Linked DNA regions of Cricetulus griseus: region 1 is linked to region 2. Evidence: chromatin contacts called from public Hi-C data. All regions are on one chromosome and are shown on one strand. Each heading gives the region's core, a stretch centred on a gene start, on an enhancer-like site or on the middle of the called end of the contact. The rest is flanking DNA. Distances are from core to core; before and after follow the strand shown. Region 1 holds the start of Klhdc4 (kelch domain-containing protein 4). Region 2 has its middle 12 kb from the start of Jph3.

Region 1 (2,750 bases), core at 172-2,671, 110 kb after region 2:
CTAAGCAAGACAATACCCCCACAGACTTGACAAGCCAATTTTTAAATGTATTATTTTATGTGTGTAGGTGTTTTGTCTGAATGTTTGTCTGTGCACCATGTTCAAAACTGGTGCCCACAAAGGCCAGACAGATGTGAGCCACCATGTGGGTGCACAGAATCAACCCGGGATCCTCTGAAAGACCAACAAATGCCCTTAACAGCCAAGCCACCTCCCCAGCCCCCTACAGGCCAATGTTATGGATCTATTTTCTCAACTGAGGTTCCCTCTTGCCAGGTTATTAGGATGGGAGCCCAGGAAATCCTGTGCCTGGAAAACTACTGGGCATACCCTGGACATCACAACTGCCCCATGTGAGAAAGACCTATGAGAAGAGCAAGTAAGGTGCGTAGCCCGAAGTTCAGAGCTGATCCATCTACAGTTCCTGGGATAATGGGGGTGTATGGAAATAGGATAGTGGAGCCACCAACAGTTCCAGCCACGTGCTTTTAGTCCCAACACTCCGGAGGCAGAGGCAGGTGAATCTTTATGTTCAAGGCTAGCCTGCTCTACAGAGCGAGTTCCAGGACAACCAGAGCTACACAGAGAAACTTTGCCTCGAAAAAAAATTAAAAATTCTACTTGTGGCTCACTTCCTAAGGCTGCTGGAGGAATATCTGCTCTCTTTTGGAGAAAAAAATAATAATAATAAGCACAGTACAGTTAAGACTTTAGGCCGGGCGGTGGTGGCGCACGCCTTTAATCCCAGGTCTCCAGAGGCAGAGGCAGGCGGATCTCTGTGAGTTCGAGGCCAGCCTGGTCTCCAGAGCGAGTGCCAGGATAGGCTCCAAAGCTACACAGAAAACCCCTGTCTCGAAAAACAAAACAAAACAAAAAACAAAGACTTTAGTCACAGAACGCACACCTGAACAAAGTAGGAGTCACTCAACTCCAGGTTCTCCTCCTCTACTAAACCCCACCACGCTGCTTCCCTCTACAAGGAAGGGAAGCAAGCAAAACCGAACGGCATCCGGAACAGATCTAATCTTCAAAGGAAGAGTGGGAGAGAGCGACCGGGCAAACGAGGAGTACCAGTGCTGCGGAGAGGCACGGGAGAAACGGAGAGGCCCAAGGGTGCTGGGCTCGGCGCAGGCCCGCCACCCGCAGACCCCGGGCACAACTCCGGCTCCCGGTCTCACGCCTGCAGTCCCAGGGCACGCCACGCCTCCCTCCACGGCCCGTCCCTCCGAGCCCCGCTCACCTCCTCCTTCCGAGAGCGCTTGGACACCTTCTTCTCCATCTTGGCGGCCGTCTTTTCCGCGCCGCGGCCCTTCTTCTCTTTCTTGCCCTTCTTACCCATCACGCCAGTTCTTAAGCGGCACCAGGGAACCACCGAAGGAGCAAGAGGCGTTCTGCCCAGCCGGAAACCAGCGGCACGCTAAATAAAGGTCACTTCCTGTCCGTTTCTCTGGTGTTCCGTCAAGCAGCCGACTCCAGGAATACTTTGGGTCCGCCAGCCGGTGCGTCCCGCCAGCCGGTGCATCTCAGGCCTCTCTTATACATGGCTGGCTGCTCCTGGGTACAGTAGCTAATTGGGTGTCTCGAGGTCTCATTCCTCACAGACATTTCCACTCACTTAGGGGATTCCTGACCCGAGTTAAGGCAGCCCCATTCCCTACCCCATGTAAAATGCTCCAGGCACTGTCAGGCTCTCGAGGCACTGTGCTGAGCGAGAGAACAGTCTTTGCCCTTCTGCTGGCGTGGTTCCACTGGACGGACCGACATGTCTATCCACTGGGAGGCCCGGGCTGGTGATGTCAATCTAGCCTTCCAACGGTTTATGGTATGACAAATATGTGATAGGAAATTAATCTCAGGACAGCATCCAAAGCCCAGAGAAACCCTGTCTCGGGAGAAAAAAAAGGGGGGGGGGGTTATCTCCAGAATTTGACTCAAATGGCAGAATGGAAGACGGATCCTGCGGTTTAAAAGAGCAGAGTGAAATGCTCATTGCCTAGAGGGTGTCATCTTTGGGCTGCACTCAAGGAATGACGCAAAGCAAGGACAAGGGCAAGCAAAATATCAGCAAAGGGAACACAAATTATCCTCCTTCTCTGTGGAAATGCTGCCAAAGCACAGCCTTTAAAGAAACTGCCTCGAATCTGGCCAATCACTTATCACTGAAGCGCTAAGCAGACGTGAGCTCCCAACTCACTCCAGATTTTTCATAAACCTAATTCTTGAGAAGAAAAGTTACTTTTGAGGAAAACAACGACGTTGTGTGATTTTTTTCCCGAAAAGATACACAGAAACAACTTTCCACCCCAAATAGGACATCAAAAGATAAAAGAAATGTGCTCCTTTTGGCAGCAGATACACTAGAATTGGAGCAATACGGGGATTAGCATGGACCCCACGAAAGGGTGACATGCAAATTCGTGAAATGTTCGTATTTTTCAAAGCTGAATTGAGATTATTATCCTCAGAAAGCTCTTCTGGGCTAGAACCTATCTGCAGTGCTGTCCTAGGTGTGCATCCGCCAACAACCCTACCTCACTTCCAAGGGAAAAGCCAGTCAGGACAGTATTTTTGCCAGTCAAAAGCCATTGGTTTTGGGGGTTATCTAGGGGGTGTTTGGGGAGGGGAAAGAACCTGATCAAGATATATTGTATGGGCCGGGAGTTGGTGGCGCACACCTTTAATCCTAGCACTCGGGAGGCTGAGGCAGGCAGATCTCTGTGAGTTTGAGGCCAGCCTGGTCTACATAGCGA
Region 2 (2,700 bases), core at 104-2,603:
ATTCTGCTCTCACAAAGCCTTCTAAGGAGATGGATGCTTCTCTCCCCACAACTCCCCATATCTGAGCCCAACTTTGTTTCTCTCTTGTTTGGAGATAAGATCTCATTCTTTAGCTTAGGGTAGCCTCATAATAATCTTCCTGTTTCATCCTTCCAAACCCTGAGATTACAGGTTTGAGCCACTATGTTTGGCTCTGAGTTCAACTTTGGCAAGTTTCCCGTGACCTCAATGTAGTCACTACACTGGGATGCCTGGACATCAGGTGGGCGGGTTACCATCTGCCGGCCTTCTCATTCATCTCTTGGAATCAGCCAAGCTCAGCTCCTCCCCTGGGATTGGAACTCTGGCCTTGTTCTCCTACTTCTAAAACTCTTCCCCAGGGCTGACCCTCAGAACTTTTGGAGAGAAAGAAAAAACACTAGGGCCAAAGGGTGCTCAGTCAGCAAGGTGCTTGCTGCATAAATGTAAGGACCCAAGTTCAATCCCCAGACCACTTGGGAAAAAAATCTGATATGGGAGTGTACGCCTATAATCCTAGCACTGGGGAGGCAGACACAGGGTATCTCTGGGGCTCAATGGTCAGCCAGCCTAGCTTAACTGAAAATCTCCTGATCCTAGTGAGAGAACATGTCTTAAAAACAAAGTGGACAGTTCCTAAGGACAACTCCTGAGTTGCCCTCTGACCTTCACATGCTCATGGACCTGCACAGTCATCTAAACATCCCCCCCCCAATACACAACAGTGAAGAAGAGAACACCAGGTCTGGTCTCTCCAGGAGACAGAGGTTATGTCTTAGTAGCTTGTTAGTCCTGCCTGCTCCTGCTGTTGTGTGCAGAAAGTCCACCTCTCTGAAGCTCTCATCTAGGGTCCTTACATTGCTCCTCACCCTACCCCAGAGCCTTCTAAGGCTGCCTCACTGCCCAGAGATGAGGGGTCCTGGGCCCTTCTGTTAGTGATGGCTTATATTCAGAGGCATGTGGTGAATGTCATCTGTCACAGGAAACGTGTGTGACTGTGTACAGTTGCATCAGCATCACACCTCCTAGGGATAGGGAGGTCACAGAGCTGCCTCAGAGGTTTGCTGGAAGTTGGTTGTTAATGTTAAACGCTGTGAAATTTCTCTTTTTTTTGGAGACAGAAAATGCCCCAAAGTCAAAAATATCAATGGTTCAAACGGAAAGTAAAAAACAAAACAAAACAAAAAACCTACCTGAACAGAAAGCCTTCTAAACACAGAGAATACAGGGGCATGTGCAGTCAGGAGTCAATTGGCACAGCACTGGGTAGGCATAGGCTCCCAATGCGCGGCTGTGCCTGCAAGACAGATACTGCAGTTGCAGTGTTACTCTTGGGCCAGAGGGTGTCTCCCTCGAGCTGTGAGCCTCTGCGAGCCTGTTCAACAAGCCACCAGAGAACCAGGGCCGCAGGCTCCAGCCCCTACTGAGACCTCACTTAGCTAGTGGGAATCTTCTATCACCCAGCATCAGTCTCTGTCCCTCTCTGGAACTGGTCAAGTTCAGATACTGGATACACAAATAACCAGGCAGACCTGGAAGCTGATGGCAGAGTTTCAGACGTCATGGAGAGGGCAGGAGCCGAGCCCGGACATGAGCAGTGTCCAAGAACCGGCAATCACATGTCTGGCCTGGCTACTGACATGCTGCTCTGGGTGCTGCCTATACCAGGCTTCCTGTATGACAGGTGGTGGGAAAGAAGCCGTCCGTGTGGGACACGTAGGGTCCAGTCTGTGAACGGACTGCAGTAGTGCAGCAGCCTGGGTCTCAGCAGGACCAGAGAGTCGGCGAGCGAGCTACAGGGTCTAGCCGACCCTGTTGTGTGCTGGAGGCTGTGCTAATTTATAGTGAGTGGACCACAGGCAACAGACAGCAGCTGCACAAACTGTTCATGCCCTTTGGCCTGGACATTTGTGGTTAAGAATTGGTAGAAGCAGAACTGGCAAGGTTGCTCAGTGGGTAAATATGCTCAGACTTGTCACCAAGACTGATGATCTGAGTTTAACCCCCCAGAACTCACACAGTGGAAGGCGAGAACTGACTCCTCAGGTTGCCCTCTGACCTCCACACTCCCACCACCCAAATAAATTACATAGAACAGTTGGCAAGGAGCAATTGGATGTGTATGTGAAGCCTTCAGGACAGTAACTTGGTGCGATGGAGCTGTGACTGTCGTCTGTAAGCACAGGGGACATTCTCACTTCATGTGGGACGTGGCTGCGTTGATAGAGGAGACACAGAAGCTCTGACTTGGCAGAGTTTGGAGTTAATTGTTTCCATGTCTCCTGTCCTCACCAGCTATCTCCACTGCCTCCCTGGACAGCGTGCCCAATGCAGTACAGGTCAGCACGTGAACAAGCATCATCATTTCACACACACACCACACACACACACTCACACACCACACACCACACACACTCATACACACACTCCCACACCACACACCACACACACATGCACACCACACACATACTCACACACATTCAACACACTCACACCACACACTCACACACACACACTCATACACACACCACACACTCACAACACTCTTACACACTCACACAGACACTCATACACATACCCACACACCACACACACACTCACCACACACTCACACACACAACATACTCACACTCACACACACACACTCACCACACACTCACACACACAACATACTCACATACA

Evidence for each region. A called contact is a pair of places that touch in the nucleus more often than the background predicts.
Region 1: a contact with region 2 is called in a Hi-C map of the CHO-K1 cell line, with 4 times the contacts expected there. The contact joins the promoter of Klhdc4 here to the enhancer-like site in region 2. A contact is called at or near these places in 2 of 8 Hi-C or Micro-C datasets (the CHO-K1 cell line and fibroblasts).

Annotation. Positions count from the first base shown.
Region 1 is chr3:198,477,811-198,480,560 of CriGri-PICRH-1.0, forward strand. Klhdc4 (kelch domain-containing protein 4) reads right to left here and starts at 1,422. Exons shown (of 12, transcript XM_027410698.2): 1 at 1,241-1,422. The coding sequence starts at 1,339. It also overlaps the pseudogene LOC113835147.
Region 2 is chr3:198,363,083-198,365,782 of CriGri-PICRH-1.0, forward strand. No RefSeq gene overlaps it. Among named protein-coding and RNA genes, the nearest start is that of Jph3, 12 kb to the right of the region's middle. Within about 2 kb of position 1,354, at least 3 of the 6 cell types and tissues checked have open chromatin away from gene starts, as enhancers often do. A contact at or near this core is called in the CHO-K1 cell line, where this site is marked.